3 separate regions of the Mus musculus genome follow, and all the other regions are linked to region 2. A link is a contact called in public HiChIP or PLAC-seq and promoter capture Hi-C data. All regions are on one chromosome and are shown on one strand. The core of a region is the stretch at or near the end of the contact, and the rest is flanking DNA. Distances in the headings are between cores, read along the strand shown. Region 1 has its middle 8.0 kb from the start of Gm30381. Region 2 holds the start of Smndc1 (survival motor neuron domain containing 1). Region 3 overlaps Gm30234 (a long non-coding RNA gene).

Evidence for each region. Promoter capture Hi-C pulls out the DNA fragments that hold promoters and counts their contacts. HiChIP or PLAC-seq counts read pairs in DNA pulled down with a chosen protein or histone mark.
Region 1: a promoter capture Hi-C map of pre-B cells shows a contact between it and region 2, with 2.3 times the contacts expected there. The contact joins the enhancer-like site here to the promoter of Smndc1 in region 2. A contact is called at or near these places in 7 of 39 promoter capture datasets (the C10 cell line, the HPC-7 cell line, cranial neural crest and 3 more), 1 of 484 Hi-C or Micro-C datasets (B cells), 2 of 115 datasets of contacts at active chromatin or transcription factors (microglia and pancreatic cancer cells) and 1 of 9 other capture datasets (liver).
Region 3: a contact with region 2 is called in an H3K27ac HiChIP or PLAC-seq map of embryonic stem cells, with 3 times the contacts expected there. The contact joins the enhancer-like site here to the promoter of Smndc1 in region 2. A contact is called at or near these places in 4 of 39 promoter capture datasets (the C10 cell line, cranial neural crest, pre-B cells and 1 more), 3 of 484 Hi-C or Micro-C datasets (CD4 T cells, CD8 T cells and rod photoreceptor), 12 of 115 datasets of contacts at active chromatin or transcription factors (embryonic stem cells, epiblast stem cells, forebrain and 3 more) and 3 of 9 other capture datasets (adipose tissue, embryonic stem cells and liver).

The regions. Positions count from the first base shown.
Region 1 is chr19:53,118,530-53,122,848 of GRCm38.p6, reverse strand. No RefSeq gene overlaps it. Among named protein-coding and RNA genes, the nearest start is that of Gm30381, 8.0 kb to the left of the region's middle. Within about 2 kb of position 2,963, at least 68 of the 459 cell types and tissues checked have an H3K27ac peak or open chromatin away from gene starts, as enhancers often do. A contact at or near this core is called in B cells, the HPC-7 cell line and pre-B cells, where this site is marked.
Region 2 is chr19:53,388,257-53,392,061 of GRCm38.p6, reverse strand. Smndc1 (survival motor neuron domain containing 1) reads left to right here and starts at 1,428. Exons shown (of 6, transcript NM_172429.3): 1 at 1,428-1,646; 2 at 2,640-2,759. The coding sequence starts at 2,640.
Region 3 is chr19:53,057,159-53,061,058 of GRCm38.p6, reverse strand. The region is part of intron 2 of Gm30234 (a long non-coding RNA gene); the gene reads left to right. Among named protein-coding and RNA genes, the nearest start is that of 1700054A03Rik, 17 kb to the left of the region's middle. Within about 2 kb of position 2,153, at least 54 of the 459 cell types and tissues checked have an H3K27ac peak or open chromatin away from gene starts, as enhancers often do. A contact at or near this core is called in embryonic stem cells and trophoblast stem cells, where this site is marked.

The DNA.
Region 1 (4,319 bases), core at 1,714-4,213, 270 kb after region 2:
ATTCACTCATTTGTTCCTTCGTGTGTACACTAATGGCTTCCTTCATTCAACTGTTAGCAGTAAGGCATGGAAGTTAGCAGTCTGTTAAAGGTTAAGGAATCAGAAATGTGTGTGCTTAAATTTCTAGGCAAACATTTACTGTCTACAAGAGCTTGACAAGTTACATAAGCTACCCAAGTCTCTGAAACCCCATCAACTGCTGAAAGTGTTCAACAATTTGTAAAAAAGACTTAAGACAGTGTTTAAGATTCGCTATTTAAAGTAGTTAGGTTACTTTCCCCCAGCACTTGGAAGATAGAGGCAGGCAAGCAGGTATTTATGAGTTCAAGGCCTGCCAGAGATGGTGAGATCTTGTCTAAAACAAGCAAAATGGCAAGCAAGCAAGCAAGCGAGCAAACAAACAAACTTGCTGGCCTTTAACTCAGCACTTGGGAGGCAGAGGTAAGAGAAATCTGAGTTCCAGGTCAGCTTGGTCTACACAGAGAGTTGCAGAAAAGCCAGAACTACGTAGAGAGACCCTGTCATTCATAAAGATCTCACAGTATTTGGCACATCTGACAAGCTCAATGAAACTATTGTCATTTATGAGTTTATCACTTAAAAATATTTATGCAGTGAGTGAGGCTCAGCCACTGAAACGCTTGCTGTATAAGCATGAAGACCTGAGTTTGAGCCCCAGCACCCAAGTAAAAAAGCCAGGCCCATTCGGATGCATGCTTGTAATCTCAGGGCTAGAGTGGCCCAAGAGGAGGATCGCTGAGACTCACTGGCCAGCCTGCTTGGCAAGCTTGAGGCCAGTAAGTAAAGGCTGGATGGTACCCGAGGCACAACACTGAAGGCTATATTTTGGACTCCATGTGTGTGCATATGTATGCACATGTGCATTGTGTACACAGGAATAAGTGTGCAAACACATACACAAAGTTTTCGAGCACATATGTATGAACTGTTGCAGAGTTGGGGATTGTATATCAAATTTGATGCCGAATTCGGAATTTTAGTAGTGTGGTGGGTTGAATAAGATTAGCCTCCATAGGCTCATATGTTTGAAAACTTGGTCTCCACTTGGTGGAACCATTTGGGAAGGATTAGAAGGCATGGCCTATTGGAGGAGGTGTATCATTAGGGGTGGGCTTTGAGGTTTCAAAAGACTCCTGTGAGTCCCAGCCCTTCCTCCTGCCTGGTGTTTGGATCAAACGCTCTCAGCTGTTCTTTCACACCAGTGTGCAGACTCTAACCATTTGAAACCATAAGCTAAATTAAACGGTTTTTCTTCTATGAGTTGCCCTGGTCATGACATTTTATCATAGTAACAGAAAAATAAGTAAGATAAATTGTTTAGGCTCGATTAAGCCTTTAAGAAGCTTAAATGTAGATCAAATTTCCCAATGTAATAGAATTACAGGACTTCTTGAACTTGGATAAAGGAGGGAGAAAATGACTATTTCTCAGTAACCTCTGTCTAGGGAGGAAGAGGCCTAGAATGGCAGTGCTTTGAAGGAGAAGGAAGGAGAAGGAAGCTGAGGCCAGCCTGTGTTATATAGAAAGACCCTATCCAAAAAAGTGGGGTTGGGAGGGCTCTGAATGTAATCCTAGTATTCAAGACACCAGGGAAGGTCTCTTGACCTTGGTGAGTTTGAGGCCATCCTTAGCTACATAGTAACAGCCTGTCTCAAAAACTAAAACAACCAAAACCACAATGAAACAAACAAAGAGAGCAACAAGATAAAACCCTCTGTAATTAAAATATGCCCTTCCATCAATTATGATTGTATTCAATACATCACAAAAGTGTTCCAGTGTCTATGACTCCATAACTAATTGGAATCATAAATACTTTCCTAGCAAGTTGTAGCTTGGCTGGAATTTTGAAATTTCACTTCTGCACGTTATTATTTTGAAATACACATTTATTTTTAGACCCACTGCTATGCCTAGGCATTTGATTCATAGAGAAGCTCAGACCCAGCAGTATCTCAAATCTTGCCTTTTATTTTGAAAACTAAATTTAAGACTTTGATGACACAGTGCACATTATTTTAGGCATCCAGAGATCCTCTGGGATAAGTCTGGACATGTGCTACATGCATGTGGTCGTTCATAACAGCCCTATTCACCAAGGCAGAAGCAGAAAACAACGGGAATGAAGAGATCAGCAGAGCTGGGTCGATACAATGAAACTATCACTCAGAGCTGAGACTGAATAGACAATTGCTACATTCAGAAACCTGGGTGAATCTCAACCCTAAGCTTGAACAAAGAAACTAGACTGGGAAGGGAACACACTACAGAACCCAGCTGATAACATGTTTAAGAGCAGACCTTTACAAATCATTTCTGGGGTTAGAAACCAAGGTGTTTTCCTTTTCAAAACAAGTTTATTTATTTACTTTTAGGACGAATATCTTACCTGGATGTATGAGATTGTGCCTCATGGGTGCCTAGTGCTTAGAGAGGTCTGAAGAGGGGTTCAGATCCCTTATAAATGGAACTAGAGAGGTTATGGGCTGCCATGTGGGCGCTGGGAACTGAACCCAGGATCTCTGCAAAGCGTGTTATACAATAGATTGGTTTTACAGGGCTTTGTGTCTTATTTAATATCTATTCTTCTTTTTAAATTAACTTATTTTTGGTAGGCATCTTTTCTCAACTTGTGCAAGCAAACAAAGCATGATTTGTTGTATTTAGTTATGGATTGTTGCCATGTAAGTCTGAAGAAGGTGAAGGGCGTGTCCAATCTACATGTCAGAAAAACCAATCTCAAAGCTTTAAGGAGTGTGAAGGGAAAGAAAGACTCAGGAAGAGAGAAATCATCTATGTGGAAGAACTTGAGGGCCTGGATACATAAGAGATTGACAAATCAGCTCTAGAGAAGCAACCCGAGTTGGGCTGGAGAGACGGCTCAGCCGTTAAAGGCTAGGCTCACAACCAAAAATATAAGAGAAGCAACCCGAAACATACGTTCAGTCTTCAAGTCTTCAGCAGCTTTCTAACACAACAGAGCTGTGTGAACACACAGACTCTAGGCTGCGTGACTGACCACAACAGTAGTTTGAGTGCTGCCCAAGATTTAAATGAAACAAAGTTCCAAACCTCTAAGAGTCTATTGTCATAGACAGAGCTGGTGAAACAGGCCAAGAAGCCAGGACAATATGGACAAATGAAGTTTCCCCCCCTGGGACTGTGGTGGCTTCAAATGTTATTGGAAAGGTTTTGCAGTTATTTTTCCCAAGAGTTGCTTGAGTGGTAGAGTTTCAATATGAAATTTAGGGCAGCAAAAAGTAAGATAAAACTCGGATGGAGAAGACAGTAGGGGTTGGGGAGAATTTTAGCAGAAAGTTAGGAAGAAAGAGGAAGTAAGCTGGGTGTGTAACACGCCCACGTGAAAGCGGAAGTGAGTTCAGGTCAAGTTTACCCTCATTTCTCAGATGAAAATATTAGCATCTCTGAAACCGATCCAGAGCAAAGGACAGCCATGGGACTAAAAGTGGCACATCTTCTTGGCACATCCGTTTTCCTCTGGGAGGAGCAGAGAGAGCGATGCCATTTATCTGAAAGCAATTGATGTGGTCGGGAGTAGAATGCCAACTGTATGCGAAGCCTCATGAGTAAATGAAAAGACTTCAGTTTATTTCCAGCCAAATGCTCTGGTCTTCTGCTCCAAGTGTCTCCCTTACACAGGTGAAAGGAAAGGTACAGAGTCATGAATTGCCTCTCCAGCACTCCTATGCTGCCAGACCACCACGCTCTTCTTAGGTTGTTGTGCTGTTACTGTTTCAACACCACGTCCTTGGGTGGAATTCCACCTTAGAGTGGAATCTGTGGAGTTCTCTCCTGTTCAGTACTGAAAACTCTGAAACAGACAATGTGCATCTTTTTAAAAAATCAGAGAACCAGAGTCCCTTCAGCCACTGTTAAACCCTGCCGATTAGAGCTCTACAAGTATTTGTTGACCTGGAACGGTATCTTTGCCAAATCTTTGCAAAAACTAAAATAGACGTTAGGGAACCGGATATGAACGAGAGAGAGAGAGAGAGAAAAGGGATGAGTGTGTGTGAACTGTTGTTTTGTTTGATCCATGGACAACTCTGAGGCAGACTAAATTATACCCATTTTATAGCAGAGGGAACTAAGGTTGCCACTTTTTTATTTTTTTGAGATAGGGTCTCACCAGAAGGTTTCACTCTGAAGCCCTTTTTGGCCTGGAACTCACTCTGGAGACCAGGCTGGCTTCAAACCTAGAGATCTACTTGCCTCTGCTGCCTGAGTGCTGGGACTAAAAGCAGGTGCCATCATGTCTGGCCTCAAAATAACTTTTT
Region 2 (3,805 bases), core at 179-2,678:
GTGCCTAACACCAGTTTCCAGGTTACCTCACAACAAAACCTACATCCAACACCAGTTTCCAGGTTATTTCCTAACAAATCTACAACCCTGCGTTTGCACCCCCGGCCCCCAGTTCTCTTGCATCAGAGAGGGTGGTGAGGCCCAAGCTCGAGCTTGAACAAAAGAACCTAGTTCAATTGCATCAGAATCAGCTCCCTGGTGGTTTTTTTTTTGGGGGGGGGCTCATGAACATTTCCTGGCACAACAGAGACTACACACAGGCACCACCATACCCATCTTTTTAATCTTCTAATCCAAAACAGTCCTTACTCCTTTTAATAGCATTGCTTCCTTCTTTGTTGCTGTGATAAAACACCATGACCAAGGCAGCTTAACGATTTTATTTTAGCTTATGGCTCCGGAGTGAGTCTATAATGGCCGGGCAGGGGCAGCAGCAGGCCAAGGACATGATGGCTGAAGTATTTTGTTGTGAGCCGGCATCAAACTGCACATACAGCGCCGAGAGCTCAAATTTAAGTGGTGTGTGTGTCTTTAACCTCTCCAATCTGCACAAGGCAGGGAACACCTCTAAACTACTCCAAATGGCCAAGACGAAGGGAGGTATTTCTCATTAAAATTACATTACTCTTGAATTATTTAAGTCAAAAAAAAATCGCACATTCTGGATGGGTGTTTCTTTCCTCACGGACATTCAACACGTTATGCTTATTATTTCCTTTAAACTCAAAAGGGCTTTGATTATACTTCCTCAGAGGTGACAGTCACTTCATGTTGACTGTCACTCGGTCATAAACATGCATAAAGTAAGGTTGTCTCACAACTAGTGATGCTGAAGTTGATCGCTGGGTGAGCGATTGCCAGCTTTGACTCTAAACATCCTACCTTTCTCTATTTTCTTACATCACATGGCTTTTACCTACCATGGGTGATGCCTAAGCACCTCAAATGGTCACCGTTCCACTTCTATCACTCTATCTTTATTGGCTATATTTATTTTCTAAACAACAAAAAACTTCCCTTCTCTTGACTTCAAGGTCTCGCTCTGTAGCCTTGGCTGGCCTGGAACTCGCTATGCGGGCTCAGACTCAGATCCGCCGCCGCCATCTGCCTCCCTGTGGGACACAAGGCACCCGCCATCACTCCCAGCCCGTTCCCGGTACTAAATCTCATCAGGGCTGGGCAGAAAGGCTCGCGAGTTTACGCCGCAGGGAACCGGAGGACAACACCCACCACAGAGAACCACTCGCTGCCGCTCCCAGCACGAGGCGGAACTGACGTAAAACGAACATGCCCTCTGCCCCCGGCGCGGCCCAGACACGTCACTTCCTGCCCATCAGACCACACCCGCTCCGCCTTCCGAGGCTGCAATCGCAGGCTGCTGAGAGGGCGGCGAGGGTCATGTGACCCGGGCGCCATCTTTTCCACGAGAGTCCGTAGGTCTCGCGAGATCTCGCTCGCCTTGTCTCTCTCTCCTCCTGCCCGAGGCCGGCTTCTCTCCCCTCCCCCTCGCTGGCGGACTTTCTCCTTTTCCGACCGAGGCTCGTCGCGGCGGAAAATCTTTCCCGGCTGCAGCCGCCCCTGACGCCGCTCGCCTCGCCTCGCCTCCCCGACCCCTGCCCGCCGTCCCGACCCCAGCCCCACCCAAGGTAACGAGCCCCTGAGGGAGAGTCAGGCCTCCTCGGGCCTCGGGCTGGAGTGGAGGTGGAGGCGGAGGCCGGAAGCGAGGGCGCCGGCGTCAGAGCTGGGCCCGGCCAGGGCAGTGTGGGGAGGCAGCGGCTCTCGCACCCCCCAGTGGACGGCCCCGGCCTGCGTGGGGGCTTCCGGGACGAGGCGGCGAACGTGGCCGTCTGGGGGAAGCCTCTGTGAGGGTGCGGGGCTCGGCGGTTTCCATGGACGCGGAGGTCTGCGTTCCCTGGTGGGAGATGGTGGACCGGGGCTCCAGCGGGCTCGGGGAAGCCCGCGCGCGGACGGGAAGACTCGGCCGGGGTTCCAGGCTTCCGGTGGGCCGGAATGTCCCGGAGGTGTCCCCCGAGGACCCGTATGTTTGCCCCGCGGCCGCCCAGAGGGGCTTCTGGACCCCTGGCGACGCCGAGCTGCGTTGGGCGAGAGGCGGGTTTCTAGGATGACCTCCGTGTGAAGGAAGAGTGAGCGCTCCGAGCGGTTCCCTCCACCGGAGAGAAAGGCGAGGAAACGCCGAAGGTGTAGTTAACCGAAAACCGCTTCCTCTGACTGGGGGGAAGAACCCGTCCGTGCGAATTTTAATTTCTCTTGATTTTTGACTTTCTCAGCTTTTGAAAAGTATGTCGCAGTCTTTATTGACATACACTGTCTTCCTATGATATATGATACTTAAAGAAGAAGCAGGGTTTTTTTTTTTTTTTCTTTTTTAATAGCATGATTTTTCCGGGGGAACTCTTTCTGTGTAGAATTGACCAGCCGTATCTGCAGTCTTTAGAATTTAATTGCCTTGAAGTTTGTGGATTAGTTAAATATGAATAAAGTTAAAATGGTGATGAACGGAACTTGAATTTTGTAGCAAGAGTGATTTAAATTAGACAGGTCAGAGGAAGTTTTTTTTTTGTTGTTGTTTTTTTGTAATTTGATATTTGACTTGCCTTATGGGCCTTTATTTTCCTCAGATGTCAGAGGATCTAGCAAAACAGTTGGCTAGCTACAAAGCTCAACTCCAGCAAGTAGAAGCTGCCCTTTCTGGAAATGGAGAAAATGAAGATCTATTGAAACTGAAGAAGGATTTGCAAGTAAGTACAGGTGGACACTTGGAGTTGAGGTTGTTTGAGAAGAGGATTTGTCTTTTTCAAAGTATGCATTCAAGACTCGTAGGCACGCAAAGCATCTGAGGAAGGCGCTCCCACGTGTATATGCTTGTTTGTACACAGGTACTGAGGCTTCTCACATTAGCTCCTCTTGGTGTACATCAGAAGGAACAAAACACTCGGTTTTGTAAATCCTGTGTGTACTTACAGGATTTCATGAGAAGAGGCGTTGCAACGGAATAAGCTTTTGTTTTAAAAGACTTGACAAGGAAACTTAGTTCAAAAGGTAACACTATTAAGGGAGGAATATACAATCTGACTAAGATCCTTCTTATGACACAAAATTATCTGAAGATTAAATTCAGCCTTATTTTTCAAAGCTAATGGGGTCTATACTTTTATTAAAACCACATCGTGAGAATGTGTTAGGGAATAACATTCTGTATGGATGTTATAGGTATTTGACTTTAAGGCTGGGCTTTGTAGTTGTTGAGTGAAGTTGAAATAGTGCAAAAGAGATTAGCTTTTTCATGCCAAGTTTAGGAAGAACAAAACATCTAAGGACATGAACTGGGGTTTCAGGACAAATTTACATACCTGTTGCTTCTCAGAACACCAGGTTAAGAAAAGTACCATGGATAACTTGTAAATATCTTACATGGAAACTTTGTTCCTAAGAATGTCCTTCAAGTTCTGAACCCATACTTCAGCAGTTTTCAGGGTGTTTTGATGATTTCTTGCTTATTCTATATCCCATCTAAACAGTCATTCTCTTTATCTTCCTGATGACCATTAATACATTAGATGTTGCCTGCTGTATATGCACGCCTCTAATCCCAGCCCTCAGGACGCAGAGCTAGGCAGAGCTCTTGAGTGCCAGGCCATCCAGGGCTATAGAGTAAGACCTTGTTTCAAAAAGGACACGGACACACAAACACAAGCATTTCCAACTTTTATTTTTGGGCTTAATGCTTTTGGGATTCTGAAAGATCTTACCTGTAATTTAAAATGAGTTGGACATTTTCAAACTT
Region 3 (3,900 bases), core at 904-3,403, 330 kb after region 2:
TGGCGAGATGGCTCTGTGGTTAAGAGCACTGACTGCTCTTCCTAAGGTCCTGAGTTCAAATCCCAGCAACCACATGGTGGCTCACAACCATCCATAACGAAATCTGATGCCCTCTTCTGGAGTATCTGAGGACAGCTACAGTGTACTTACATATAACAAATAAATAAATCTTTAAAAAAAAAATACCCAATTAAAACTGTGCAAGAGTCAGGCAGTAGGCGTATACCTTAAAAAAAAAAAAAAGAAGAGAGAGACAGACAGACACACAGAGAGATGAGAGAGAGATGTGTGTTTTTTTCTTTAGGAGTTGTGTTTTTGTTAGTGAGTAGACTGATACCAAGTATGTGAAAGTACAGTGAGAAAATGGCATTTCAGGAGGAGAGAGAATTTGTGTTTTGGATCTCTTGTATTTGGAATGCCTGAAGAATGTTTGGACAATGCTGTTGAGGTTTCAGGAACTAGGACTCAGAAAAATCAGATTTGGGTTGAAGGTATCTATGTAGAAGTTGAAAATGGTGGAGGTGAGTGGGTTTAAGGTGAGAGCCCAGGGTAGTGTGTGCTGAATGAGAAGGGAACCTGGTCCCTACAAGGACGGGAGGAAGAAGGGGTGACTCAGAACTGCCCCAAAGTGTCTGTCTTAGTCAGGGTTTCTATTCCTGTACAAACATCATGACCAAGAAGCAAGTTGGGGAGGAAAGGGTTTATTCAGCTTACACTTCCACACTGCTGTTTATCACCAAAGGAAGTCAGGTCTGGAACTCACACAGGGCAGGAACCTGGAGGCAGGAGCTGATACAGAGGCCATGGAGGGGTGCTGCTTACTGGCTTGCTTCCCTTGGCTTGCTCAACCTGCTTTCTTATAGAACCCAGGACTGGCACTACCCACAATGGCCTAAGCCCTCCCCTCTTGATCACTAATGGAGAAAATGCCTAACAGCTGGATCTCATGGAGGCATTTCCTCAAGGGAGGCTCCTTTCTCTGTGATAACTTCAGCTTTGTGTCAAGTTGACACACAAAACCAGCCAGAAAAGCTTCATGAGAAAAGTCCCTGAAAGAGGAACATCACAGAGATGGACCCTTAGTTGGTTCCGCGCCATTCAGCATCTAAGGGTCGATAGCGTCTGTCGAGCAATTGATGAAGGAGAGATGTGAGTGGGGAATCACTGGGGAGCCATGTGCAGAGGCGGAGCCTGGAGGTGAAGGAGAAAGAAAGCAGAAGAAAGGAGGCTCAGTCCGGCCTGTCTCCTGAAGGGGCTTACAGAGAGATGGCAACTGCCCCCACTCCCGTTTTTTATCAGAACATTTCACCTCCTGTCTTTGGCTAGGTGTGTATATGTGGTGGGGGACGCAGATGTGGGGACATGTTAGATGCAGCATAAGAACCCCAGACTCTTTCTCTTCCTCTTCCCAGATCAGGAAGGACTGATCCCATGTCAGGGGGTCTTCTGTAACGCGCTCAGGAGCCAGATAAGTTCCTGCTTTTGCTGTTCGAGCGGATCCAGCCTAGAGACATCCTCTGGGCGCAGATGGGACATCCTGTGTGATAGAGGCTATCTCTCTTTATCTTCATCTCTCACCTTACCCTAAGGAAAGGAGCCAGAGCCTCTCCATACCGTACACAAGTACTTCCTGGACTGCTTAATGTGTAGACAGACCTCTGAGGCATGATACCCGGGCCCCTCAACCTCTAGTTCATTCCTGTCTTTGTCTTGTAACATTACTGTCATCTGTCTAAAAGTCACCATTAAACCTGGGACTTGAGAGGAAACCTTTCTTTAATAGTCTTCTTAGCCCTGTACTGCTGTGTCCTCTTGCCACAGGGGCCCCTACAGCCTCTTTTGTCTGTTGCTGATAGTGCCCCAGTTGGCACTGCCCTACCCCGACTGCTGTCTCACAGCAACTTCCGTACAGGCCCTAAGGGACAAGGTTTGGTGATAGGGCCCACGTCAGAGGTGTCCCCAGCTCAGCTTCTGCTCTGTCACCTTCTGCTAGTCTGTTATCTCTTCAGAAAAAGTCTCAGCCACTGTGCAGTGGGCCTTCCTACGGGGAATCAGAGTTCAAGGCCTTCAGGCAAGCCATACTCTATTCCCATAGTTAGTGCCCCAGGCATTGCCGCTCCCTCTGACTTTTGGAATATGAGCCTCTCCAGATTCCGGTTTGGACCTGTACTGTGGAACGCTGTGGCAGCACTGAGCCGCAGGAGGATTATAGGGAATGACAGAGGGCTCTGAATACTTGGCCAGAACTAATGTCTGCCCTCAGCTGGGTCCTAAGTGAGGGCTTGTTCCACAATAAAGCTATTAGCTTCTTCCTGGAATCCACATTCTACCTGGACCTTGAAGCCGGAACATCTGCTACTTAGGGTTCCAAGTGCCCTAGGCTGTGTTTTCTCCTTCTGTTATTTTGAACCAGAAACTGTTGTTAATAGGAATTCGTTGTGATGAGTCTCTTCTGGGCTCAGCACTGATCCGTTGGGCCACACAAGTAGACTTTCCTTGTTTTTAATTCTTTTCTTATGCTTAATGGATCACATCCAAAGACAAGATTCACAGAAGTCAAACAGAAAAACCAATCAACCGCTGTACTCAGCTCTGGAAGAAATCTAATCAAAACAACGTCAACGTAGTGCTGTCCCGTGTGGTAGCTGCTAGCCACAGGCAGAAGCTTTTAGTCATGTTTATCCCTGCAGTCATCCGCGACTCAGTGGTCGCCACGCTGGACAGGGCAAAATGAACAGTCACTTTGGGGAAAGTTTCACGGGACAGTCTAGGGAAGACACGCTATTTTCGATCCATCTTGACCTTGGATTAAGGAGGAAGGGAAGGGTCCTTAGGTGGGAGGAGCTGTGATCAGCAGTTCGATTGGCTTAGCTGTTGGGCCGCCTCCAGAGACCAGGACCAATCAGAGTGCAGGACTGCTGCTGTGCCTGCCATTGGTTTAAGAGTACTGGGCACCATAACTGTAGTTACCTGCTCTATCTGAAAACACTGTGGAGAAAGAAAGCTGGACCCCAATCTTACTCCTCAGTTCAGACCCCTAACCTTCTGTGTCCTTGGTTATTGACAAACTCTTAGAAGCCAGATCCTCCTGAGTTCAACTGCTTCTTGAACTTGACTCTTACTTCCTACAGTGAAATGCCTGTAGGCAAGTGCCCGAATGTCTTCAAATATTAGTTTCAATTAGCATTGTCTTAGAGGGGTGGTTACAAGGATGCAAGGAATACAGCTTACAAGGGAGTGTCACAGATCCTGCCAAAATGAACCTGCCGACGTTATGATGTAATTTCTTACGCTGTTTACAGCAAGTTTGCTGTTGCTATTTCTGCTTCCTTCTAAGATATTTTTGTGCAGTTGAGTTCATCAAACTTTTTTTAAAAAGAATATGTGTTTGGCCGGGCATGGTGGTGCTTGCTTTTAATCCTAGCACTAAGGAGACAGAGGCAGACGGATCTCCGTGAGGTCGTGGTCAGAGCCTGGTCTAGTGAGTTCTAGGACAGCCAGGGTTGTTACACAGCAAAATCCTGCCTCAAAAACTACACACACACACACACACACACACACACACACACACACACACACGTTTTATGTATCTTATATAAGAAATAAAAAAAAAATCCTTTTTTGCCTTACTCCTCAAGTGCTAAGATTATAGACATGTCTTACCACACTTGGTTTGTTGGGACTGAGAATCAAACCCTGGGCTTTATGCATGCCAAGTTTGCTTCTACCAATTGAGCTATATCTCAAGCCCAGATCCAATACTCTTTTAAATTGGGCCCAGTGGTGGAGGCTTTAATTCCAGCAAGTTAGGAGATTAAGGCAGGAGAATTCCCAGTTCAAGGAATCTTGAGCAATGTAGTGCAACCTTGTCTCAAGGAGAAAAATGAAAAACAACAACAA